2 separate regions of the Cricetulus griseus genome follow, and region 2 is linked to region 1. A link is a contact called in public Hi-C data. All regions are on one chromosome and are shown on one strand. The core of a region is the stretch at or near the end of the contact, and the rest is flanking DNA. Distances in the headings are between cores, read along the strand shown. Region 1 holds the start of Myo1e (unconventional myosin-Ie). Region 2 overlaps Myo1e (unconventional myosin-Ie).

Region 1 (5,391 bases), core at 398-2,897:
GTAAAAGCTTGTGGCCAGGATGCCTTTTAAAGGTTTCGTTTGTTTTAAATCGTCCTTTTGAATTAACAGCGAAGGGGCAGGGGCCGTGTACACACTACATGTGGGCTCTGCCCAGCCTGTGCCTCGGATGCTTGGCGCTGGGATCTGGGATACAGATTTCCCAAGCGAGAGCTATGCTAGGCATCTTTTTTAGTAAGCTTCACCCTCATGGCCAGTAAACAACGACAAAGCCAGGAGGACAAGTTCCTCCACCGAGAAGCAAGTGTGGAAACTTTGAAGACTTTTAGAACTTCAAGTTTAAAAATAAAAGTTTTCTTTTTTTTCTTCTTTTGGTCCTCGTGAACTGGCAATCTCTCCAAAATACAATCTATGCTTTTGTCCTTCTGAAGTAAAACTACACCACAGCAAAGCCCAGGGGATGTGGCTAAGGTTATTGGAACTGAGAGAGGAGAGTGGCTGGGCTGGGGACTCCTCCGGGTAGCGACAAAAATCTCAAAGTTAAAGTTAGAGAGGCAGCCCGTGCCATACACTTCCCCAAATGCGAAGCGTGAAAGAACAAAACCAGGGACGCTCTCGGGGACTTGTGGTGTGTGAAGCAGAGTGGAGGTCCTCTCGAGCTGGGCACCGGGTGGGGCCCGAGGCTGGAGGTGTTTACCCCACACAAGGACCCTACGGGTCTGGGCTCCCGGCCAGTGTGGCTGCCGCTGTGCGCCATCGTCACAGGGTCCCTGCAGTCCCGGCCACTGCCAGGTGCTCCGCCGTACCTGGTGCCCCCGCCTGCCTTTGTGCAGCGCGCGGCCCATCACCAGTGCAGGCGGGACTGCCCGAGTCCTCCCTGATGCCAGGGGGACAGCTGCAGGATCAGCCTGCCAGGGAACTCAGGCTGGTGCCCGCCCAGGGGAGGGGGGCCCGAGGGACACAAGCGTGTCCCCCACCTTCCCTGAAGGAGAAAAGGGTCCCCGGTCCCATGGCTGTGTCGGTGAAAACAGATGTGCTCACGCCCTGGCTTCCGACAGCTGGCAGCCACAGCAACATTGCCACCAAAACTTTGCCGGCGCAGAAAGCCACTTCTGAGTTTTCTTTGCCCGCCTCGGTCGCTCTTCCCGGCCAAGACCCGGTTTACAGCAAACAGCAGGAAATCGGCGTTTCAGAAGTGCACACTCCCGGGTCCACCTTCTCCACCCCCTGCCTGGGCAGCTTGCCCAAGGTAGGTGCCGGCGCTCCGGGGCTTCCTGCCCCATCCCAGGGTCAGGCGTCCTGGGACGCGGCGCAGCCAACTCACCATGGTGACTCCCGCCGCAGTCACGCCTCCGCCGGGTCCGGCTGCCTGGACACTGGGACTGGAACGCGGTCTCCTGGGCGAACTTCAAAAGTTGGTTCCCTTGGCCAAAAAACAAGCTCCAGACACCCAAGCACTCACAGGAGCCAATGGAAACCCAGATGGGACTCCATCCAGGCGGGATCCAAGACGTTAGGTGAGGCAAGACTTAGCAAATCTGGTGCGCACTCGGATCTGACGATCCCCAACTGTCTAGAGATGCACCCGATGCGCTCCGCCGGACTGCCTGTCCAGCTGCCCTGCCTGGACCGTCTTTCTCCTAACACTTAATCCAAACTCTTCTCTGGCTCAGCCTGTGCTCGGGCCGGGCAATCTGTCCATAAATGGAGAATTCAGCACAGACCTGACCAATCAGAGTTTGTTTTCGCAGCGTCACTCCTCGGGGAAGCCGAGATAACCAACAAGCGTGGAACTACAAGTTTCCAAAGGACTCTGGATCAACAGAAAAACGTGTCTGGTGTCGTGTCTCCCTTTACTTAGTTAGCGAGGAGTGTTTCGATTTTTTTTGAATTTTTTTTTTTTTTTTTAAAGAATTGCGTCGAGCCAAGCAATCCCTTTTTTTTTTTTTTTTTTTTTTTTTTTTTTTTTTCCCTTTCTGGATTCTAAGGAAAGTCGAAAGTATTTCCTCCACCCGTCCTTTATACCTGAATTAATTTCCTTGGGAAACAAGAATAGAAAGAGCTCTGTCCTCTGCGGTGTCCGGTTTCAGGAAACCAGGTAGCCTGGAGAGAGAAGGGGACGCAGATTCCTAAACGGGATTAGGGAGCCTGGTGCCTTGTGTAGGGGTGAGCTGAGGAAGTAAACTCTCAGAGCCACCACGGGTCTGCGTTCCCAGTGTCCGAGAAAGAAAAGCCTGTAAATTCCAGGGCACAGAAAATCTTGAGATTTGATCGTCACCCTTCATACGAATCTAGGACCCCAGAGTTGCGATAGTAAAAATCATCTTGGCTAGGAAGGGTTTTGCTGTTTGTTTGTTTTAAAGTAGTGCATACCTACAGAGGACTATGATCAAGCCAGGAAAGGGAGCAAATGCTGATACACCCTGCTAGAGAGAAGGACCTGGGAAAGCCACTTATGTGAAAGGTCAGGGCCAAAGTTCACAAAGCACAATTCCATGTGTGTGACAGTTGTAGGTGGGGAGCACTGCAGAGTAGCAGATCTTGGCTTCTTGTGGGGGGGAGGATGGAGTGTGGAGTGACTGCTCAAGGAACAAAGGAGCTTTGTCTGGGGAAGAGGTGGTCCAAAGATACTCCAGAGGTACTAATGATGGTGGGAAAACTGTGACTATACCCAAAACTATTGGAGTATACATTTTAACGCAAGAATCTTAGGGCATGCGAATTACATCATTACATCAATTCTTAAGATAAAGGGGTGCACACATGCCTCTGAACGTGTGTGGTATTCATAGAATAACTTGTGAGAGCTGATTCTCCCCTTCTCCATGTGGGTCCCAGGGATTGAACTCAGGTGGTCAGGCTCGGCAGCAAGCCAGCAAGTGCCGTTATCCACTGAGCTATCTCACACCAATTTGAAAGATACTCCTGTTGTTTGAAACTTTGTTAACTATTCCCACTGTTAGGGCAGCAAAGTATTGAATTCCTTCCATAGGAGATAATCCAGACGCTAGAGGCACAGCTACCCCAGACTTTGCTGGCTTTATGGTTTGGCCTAAGAACAGGCAATAGTTGGGAGTGGATCACCTGGAGTTGGAGGACCTACCTACTTTGCCAGTGTGAGGACCTGAGTTAGATCCCTAAAACCAATGTAAAAAAAAAAAAAAGAAAAAGAAAAAGAAAAAAAGCAAGGTGTCCTGGGATGCTGGGGAGGCCAAAACGTGTTTGGCTCATTGGCCAGACATCCTAGCCTACTCGATGAGTTCCAGGCCAATGAAAAAGACTATCTCAGAAAAAAATTTTAAAAACAGGCAAGGGGGGGGGGATGCTAAAGGGATGGCTCAGTGGTTAAGATCACTGGCTGATTTTCCAAAGGACCCATGTGGTGGCTCAAAACCATTGTAACACTGGTCCCAGGACATTTGACAACCTCTTCTGACCTTTCTTTTGGAGCACTGTGTGCATGTGACACACATATATCCATGCAGTCAAAACAATCCTACACAGAACAATAAAATAAAGTAATTTAAATCTTAAAAAAAAAAAGAGGGCTGGAGAGATGGCTTGGAGGTTAAGAGCACTGACTGCTCTTCCAAAAGGTCCCGAGTTCAAGTCCCAGCAACCACATGGTGGCTCACAACCATTCTCTATGAGACCCGGTGCCCTCTTCTGGTGTGCAGATATACATGGAAGCAGAATGTTGTATACATAATAAATAAAATAAAATCTTTAAAAAAAAAAAAGAGTAAATGGCTCTGGCTTCTACATGCATATCCACATGCCCACCCCCACATACACATACAAAACAAGAGCAGGGGATAGTGGTTCACACCTGTAGTCCCAAATATTCTGGAAGCTGAGGCAGGAGGATTGCTTCAGCCCAGGAGGTCCAGGTCAGCCTGGGTGGGAGTGAGACCTATTGAGACAAAACCAAACAAATTAATTAGAAGTGAAAATGAAAAGAAGAGGGAGTGACAGAAGGTTTGCACAAGGAATGGCCACACGCTCAGGATGACGTCGACAGGAAACAGCTCAGAGCCTACCAAGACTTGACACACCAGGTATGACCTCTGTGTGCCCAGACCTGCTTCCTTATGTCACAGGGGTGTGCCTCCTTCAAGTTCTATAAGGCATTTTAAGAACTCAGGAACAGAGATTGCCAAAGGGGAAAGCTGAGCTTACAAACAGCACAAGGAACATCAGGTTTTAGGTCCAAAACAATGACACATGTTTAAGATACTATCCTGCCTGTGGGCCGAGTACAGTAGGATGCTGAAAATCAATCCTCTCCCCCCCACTTTCTCTCTCTCAATAAGATCTCTGTATAGCCCAGGCTGTTTTTGAACCCCAAAATTCTCCTGTATTGATACTGGGGCAAAACTTATCAGTAGTCTACTAATTTAGGATATATTAAAAACTGCCACCTGGCCAGGCGTTGGTGGAGCATGCCTTTAATCCCAGCACTCGGGAGGCAGAGGCAGGCAAAGCTCTGTGAGTTCGAGGCCAGCCTGGTCTACAAGAGCTAGTTCCAGGACAACCTCCAAAGCCACAGAGAAACCCTGTCTCAAAACAAAACAAAACAAAACAAAACAAAACAAAACAAACAAAAAACCTGCCTTGAAGCCAGGCAGTGGTGGCACACACCTTTAATACCAGCACTCAAGAGGTAGAGGCAGGTGGATCTCTATGAGTTCAAGGCCAGCCTGGGGTACAAAGTAAGTTCCAGAACAGCCAGGGCCACACAGAGAAACCCTGTCTTGAAAAACTAAATCAGAAATCAAACAAACAAACAAACAAAACCCCTGCCTTGAGACTAATCGTTAATTTTAAAATTATTTGAGAGGGTTTTTTTTCCCCTCACTAAGGGAGACGGTATTTTAAAAGCACTTTTAAAATATTTTAGGGGCTAGGGATGGATATAGCTCAATGAATGGAGAATCTGCCTAGCACACACGGAGCCCTGGGTTCAAGTCCCAGCACATCATAAACTGTGTGAAGTGGTCCATTATTCTAGCATTTGGGTTGTGGAGGCAGAAATTAAAGGAGTTAAAGGTCATCCTCAGCTACACAGTGAATTTAAAGCCAGCCTGGGCTGTTCAAAACTCTTAAGAGGGGGCTGGAGAGATGGCTCAGAGGTTAAGAGCACTGACTGCTCTTCCAGAGGTCCTGAGTTCAATTCCCAGCAACCACATGGTGGCTCACAACCATCCGTTATGAGATCTGGTGCCCTCTTCTGGTGTGCAGATATACATGGAAGCAGAATGTTGTATACATAATAAATAAATAAAATCTTAAAAAAAACCCAAAACTCTTAAGAGGAAAACAAACAAACACAAAGAGAGCTTTATTTATACTAAATATCCTAAGTAGTCAGGACTGGTATGAGAATGTACCCCCAAAGATAACTTTTTCATGATTTTATGAACATAATCCTTT
Region 2 (6,134 bases), core at 2,658-5,157, 69 kb before region 1:
GGCTCCTGCCCTTCTGGTCCTCATCAAAAGTTCGCTTTACCCTCCTTGTCCCTTATCTAGAGCAGGGTTAAACACATGTCCTGGGTGCAGAGGGCCAAAGGTTTCCATGATCCAGTTCAGGAAGCCTGGGATCCCTGAAGTCCCCCAAGGTGCAAACCCCCATGCTGAAAGATTGTGCTGGAGGCTCCCTTAGGAATGGGACAGGAAATCTATCCTTTCAAGCCTAGTCTAGACCCTGGAAGCTGTGCCCGATAGGGTGGCTGGCCTTGTATCTAATGTGCAAGTCCTAGAGAGACTTCCCTATCTTGTCCCCCACCTTTTGTCCCCACCGCAGGTGCCTTCCCCTTGCTCTGTAGCTCCATGCATAGATTTCTTCCCCTCCCCCCCTCTCTCTTTCTGTGTGTGTGTGTGTGTGTGTGTGTGTGTGTGTGTGTGTGTGTGTTGGGATTACTGAGTCACGCTGTCCCCTGTTTGGATACAATATTGTTCAGCAAGCTCCTCCCTGTTCTACCTCCTACGCCTCCTGTCTCATCGGCCCAGGCTGCCCTCTCTGGAAACCCCACCCACCCCATGCAACAGCAGCGTGGTGCCAGGCTCCCAGAACTATGCCTCATTCATCATCTATCCAACATCTAATACCGTGATCAATGCATTTGTGGGTGTCTCACACACACTTGTTGAATGAATGATATAGAATATAATAATTATTACTATAAAATAACTAGATATCATTCATTTTAATACCTAATATATAACTTGTTTAACCATCTCACCAGGCAGCCAACTGGCACACAGAAAGGTTAAATTGCTCAGCACCACACACACTTACACATCCTATGCTTCAAACTCAGGCCTTCGGCTCTCAGGGGGTCATACTTAAACACTGCCTCTCATAACAAAGTAGGTGGCACTGCAACTGTGATTATCTAAAGCCCACTGCCTCGCTGCTGCTAACAGTCCTTTCATCTGTGTAATAACGCCATGAAATATTTCTCCTTGAAGAGAGGTATACAGAAGTATAGAGAGCATGGGTGGGAGGCACCAAAGCTCAGAACTCAAACACTCTGGTTCAACATGGCCCCCAACAAGACCAAGCTCCGCAGCATGCAGTCAGTCTTCCGGACATTTGTCCCCTGTGGTGTCCTTAGCATGCAGTCCAGTGTCTGACATGTGGTGCTTAGTGTTGGCCAGTACAAGTTGAGTGAATACATGATACACCAGTGAAACTGTGCGCGTTGGTACATACCTGTAATCCCAGTACTCTGGAGGCTGAGGCAGGGGATCACTGCATGTTCGAGGCCAGTCTGGTCTACACTGTGAGACCTGTCTCTTTGGCTCATCTCAGAATGTATCAATTACCACACTGTGGCAGCCACTGGCAGGGTGGCCTCAAACCTGCTGTATAGTCAATACTACCCTTGAACTCCTGATCCTCCTGCCTCTTCCTGAGTTCAAAGGTTATAGGTGTGCACCACTACACCCAGCTGGACTATCCTTCTCTTAACTCCACAGTCCAGCTAAGGGTAATAGTCTGACTTTAGTGAGGGAAATGCATTTCGAGCTGTAGAACATGGACTGAATGGTTGAAATTGGCTCATGTGGCAAGTGTGATCATTTAATCAGACTAGTGATGAACCAATCATCCAATAGCAGGCTCTCTCCACAGCTGGGGCTCTAGAGTAGTGCTCATCAGGCATAGTCCTTGAAGGAAATGCCCTACCATCCCTGCATTCAAGTACAAAGGTCTCAGTTGAGTGGATCACACAGTTCGATCGATCAATCGGCAGGCTGGAAGCACAAGCTCTCACTTTCACATTCCCTCGGGCAAGGCCAGTTTCACAGAATTTTACTTTTCACAATGAAGAAACCCTATATGACTTAGGTTGGGCACCTCATTGACAAGACTGTCATTAACAAAGTCACAAAGCAAAGCGCCACTTCACCCTGTCCTAATCCTTGGTTAGATATGGATCATCTCTGAGGCAAATACAGTCATGGAGTTAAGTTTCTCTAATTGACTGAAGAGGCCAAAGTCATCAGGCAGGCAAACTGGCTAGGAGAACAGCTCTCATGGCTCTTGTTCATGCCACTGACTGAAACAGAAACAAAACCAGAAGGTAACTGAACAATTTCTAGATGAACTCTGACTTTAGCAGTCCCTAAATTTAATGCTATTCTGAGAGAAATGATCTACCAGGAGAGTACATCTCAGTCTAACCAAAAAAAATCTCCTGGTGCTGGGCATATAGCTTAGTTGGTGGAGTACCTGTCTAGCATGCACACAGCCCTGGGTTAGACCCCAAGCACCACATAAACCAAGTGTGATGGTACATGAACTTGATTGATAGATAACATACTGGCACATCCCATACTTGGGAGACGAAGGCAGGGGGATCCGAAGTTCAAAGTCATCACACACATATGTTCTCTCTCTTTCCACTCACGTTTTCTCTTCTATACTGACTGTAAAATATATTTCTGTATATTCTTTTATTTTTCTGAAAACTTAACTGTGTGAATGTATATCAGTGAGGATTCAATTTAGAAAAGAGCTTTTAGAGGTGTGCTGGGATTGTTTTCTTGCCCATGTTTTGAATATATATATATATATATATATATAATATATATATATGTGTGTGTGTGGTGTGTGTGTGTGTGTGTGTGTGTGTGTGTATTGTGCACGTATTTGTATATATATATATATAATATATATATATGTGTGTGTATATATATATATACACACACAAAACATAATATATATGTGGTGCATGTGAATATATGGGAATGTTATATATATTAATATATGAATACACACAGACACACACATATATATGGGGGTTCAGATATACATTGTGGAAGACGATGTCACTCTTGACCACTCTCCACCTTATTCTTTGAGGCAGGGTTGCTCACTGAACCTGGCGCTTACAGAATAGTTAGACGAACTGACCAGCAAGCAAGGCTCAGGGACCCTCCTGTCCCCACTTCCCCACTGCTGGGATTATAAGGTAGCAGCATACTGACTGTATGTAGATGCTGGGATCTGTACTCAGGTTCTCCTGTTTTCACAGCAAGCATTTTACCAACCAAGCAATCTCCTTAATCCTGCCTGTAGTTTTTAAAAGCTAACATGGAACACTAAAAGAACACAAACCATGGGGTGCCGGGATCCAATTAGTACATCTACAACACATCCAAAGCTCACAAAATCTCTCAGGAAACGGAGTGGAATATTGGTGAAAGCGGGCAGATCAGGATGCCTGCTGGGATACAGTGCTTCCTAGACATGACAGGAAAATGCATGAAATCTCAATAACAAGGTTGCCTAAACAAGACCTGCTTCATGGCCACACCAGCTGACATGCCGATGAGGATAGGAGAAATCTCACAAGGCCCCAGACCGAGATAGAGAGCTTCTGGCAATCAAGGTTACTGGGAGAGGGAGAATCAGTTTTCTTTAAGGACAATCTCTCTCTCTCTCTCTCTCTCTCTCTCTCTCTCTCTCTCTCTCTCTCTCCCTCCCCCTCCCTCCCTCCCTCTCTCTCTCTCTCTCTCTCTCTCTCTCTCTCTCTCTCTCTCTCTCTCTCTCTCTGTGTGTGTGTGTGTGTGTGTAACAACAGTAATTAAAGAAGAAAAGATTTGGAATTTGAGAGGGAGTGGGTGGGGTATGGGGGAATTGGGTTAGGGGAAAGAAAGGTAGAAAGGGTGTAAATACAATATGTATTCAATTCTTAAAAAAACAAGAAGAAGAAAAGAGAAAAGGTTTAAAATGGTGAAGTGTTGCTATATCACTGGCCACTTGGGGGTGCTGTGACAGGATGTGCTAACTGACCCCCAGCCTCTGGGAGTGAAGGAAGCTTTTGTAGTGGCACAATAAGCTGAAGGACAAAGCTATATCTGGGCACCACTGACTCACTCATGCTAAACCAAAGCCAGGAGCGAGCAATCCCTGTTTCTGACAGGGGAATGGAGGGCTCCTCAGATTGCTTGACCTGTACCCCAGGAAACACATTCCTTTAGAGAAACAAAAATATAAAGGAATTATTCTCAGAGCCCTTCAGGTGCTAGGGGAAAGGGTTTACCAGATCCTGAACCACAGAGGTGCTGGCTGACCAGGCAGCAGAAATGAAGGAAGCCACCAAAGTAGCCAGGAAGTCAATGATTCAGATTAGTGTCATCAGGGGCCATGGGCAAGCTCTTTCTCTCCCTCCATAAGGGATTCACGACCTTCCCTGCCTTTTCCACTCATGACTCACACCCTGGACTTGAGAGATGGAATAAAACCAGGCTTGGGGCTCAAGGAATTTTGAAGAGGTAATGGGGGGAGGGGGACAAGAAATGACAAGAATGAGCTTGATGATGGAACAAAAAGCCCAGTGTAGACCCAAAGGCAAACGGCTATCTCACAGGAGCCAAACCCAAATTGCAAGTCCAGTGTGCAATGGCCAAGGATGGAGAGGGCTGAGGGGCCTGTGGAGCAACAAGCAGAGACCCACTCCTCCTTTTTTTTTTTTTTCCGAGACAGGGTTTCTCTGTGGCTTTGGAGGCTGTCCTGGAACTAGCTCTTGTAGACCAGGCTGGTCTCGAACTCACAGAGATCTGCCTACCTCTGCCTCCCGAGTGCTGGGATTAAAGGCGTGCGCCACCAACGCCCGGCTCCCACTCCTCCTTGAAGAATTCCAAAGAGGCTCTTGCTATGCACACACACCCCAATTCAGTGTCCAGGATGCTAACCACTACAAGGCACATCTGTAGACACACGCTCTCCCAATTCAGTGAGCAAGTTCTGGTAGTGGCTATACAAGAACACCGATGTGGATGATCTGGCCTGGTGAGCCAATCCTGAATTCTGAGTGAGCTAATCTGGAACAGTGTGACTTCTGTGGTGGCCACACACTGGTATCCAGGTTTGAGTGGAGGCAAATACACACGTTTTCAAACCCAAACTGCAAAGGGAGGTGTGAATTCTTGGGCAGAGGAGAGAGAACATCCTCTCTGAGGAAGAAGGGCTCTAACTACAGAAGCCAGAGCAACCCTGCAGCTAAACACTCTGAAGAGAGCTGACCGATTCAATATCTACGGTAAAAAACAGCCGGGGGGCAGGTTATGCAATCTCTTCTGTCTCCACCGTACAGGCACCATGCCTTGTTTCTGTCCTGCTGGGGATTGAACCCAAAGCTTCAGGCATGCTAGGCATGCTTTCTCAGAACCCAATTATACCACCAGCCTGGGGCAGAACATTGTGTGTGTATGCACATAAGCAGGTGCGTATGTGATAAGTGTGTGCTCGCCAAGGCCAGAGGTCAACCTCTCATGTCATTCCTCACGAGCTATTGCCTTGTTTTTGGAGGCAGGGTCTCTCTCATTGAAGCCAGGGCCTCACGATTAGGTTACATTGCCTGGCAAGAAAGTCCCAGGGATCCTCCTTTCCCACATCCCTAATGTTGAGATCATAGTTGTGTCCCACCTACCTGGCTTTTTATGTGGGTGTTAAGGACCAAACTCAGGCCCACATACTTGTTTGGCAATTAATTCACCAACTGAGCCATCTCCCATGGCTCCCAGAATATTTACACATTCGTATTCCAAACCCTACTCCCTCTCCACCCCTAAGACAAGGTTTCTCTGCATAGCCCTGGCTGTTTTGGAACTCATTCTGTAGACAAGGGTGGCCTCAAACTCAGAGATCCACCTGTTTCTGGCTCCTGAGTGCTGGGATTGAAGGATTTTGACTCCACTAAGAAAGTGCCGTCTCTGTTAGCTGACCAGTCTGATGCTCTCTTCACAGATGAGGGACCTGGGTTGCTGAGATGACCCATCAGGCCCACAGAATCATTCCTGGAGGAATCAAGACTTGGGTCTTCCAACTCTCAGCCCAGCCCTGGGTGGCTCTCTGTTCTTGTCTTCGCTAACAAACCTGTAGTGCAGGTGGCTCTTAATCTTTAAAATTTTGACTGTATAATCATCGCAAAGGCCCTAGAGAAAAGTAGATTCTATTTTGGATGTTTACCATGACCAACTGAGTCTATGCAATTAAACATTTTTAGCCTCTCCAATGAAACATTAGTATTCATTTGTGTGCATGCGCATGTTTGTGTGTGGGTATGCATGTGGGAATCCATTCTCTGTTTCTG

The links. A called contact is a pair of places that touch in the nucleus more often than the background predicts.
Region 2: a contact with region 1 is called in a Hi-C map of fibroblasts, with 2.5 times the contacts expected there. The contact joins the enhancer-like site here to the promoter of Myo1e in region 1. A contact is called at or near these places in 3 of 8 Hi-C or Micro-C datasets (the CHO-K1 cell line and fibroblasts).

The regions. Positions count from the first base shown.
Region 1 is chr4:181,745,555-181,750,945 of CriGri-PICRH-1.0, reverse strand. It overlaps Myo1e (unconventional myosin-Ie), which reads right to left and starts at 1,647. Exons shown (of 28, transcript XM_027411241.2): 1 at 1,283-1,647. The coding sequence starts at 1,285.
Region 2 is chr4:181,815,959-181,822,092 of CriGri-PICRH-1.0, reverse strand. All of the region lies in intron 1 of Myo1e (unconventional myosin-Ie), which reads right to left. Among named protein-coding and RNA genes, the nearest start is that of Myo1e, 70 kb to the right of the region's middle. Within about 2 kb of position 3,907, at least 2 of the 6 cell types and tissues checked have open chromatin away from gene starts, as enhancers often do. A contact at or near this core is called in the CHO-K1 cell line and fibroblasts, where this site is marked.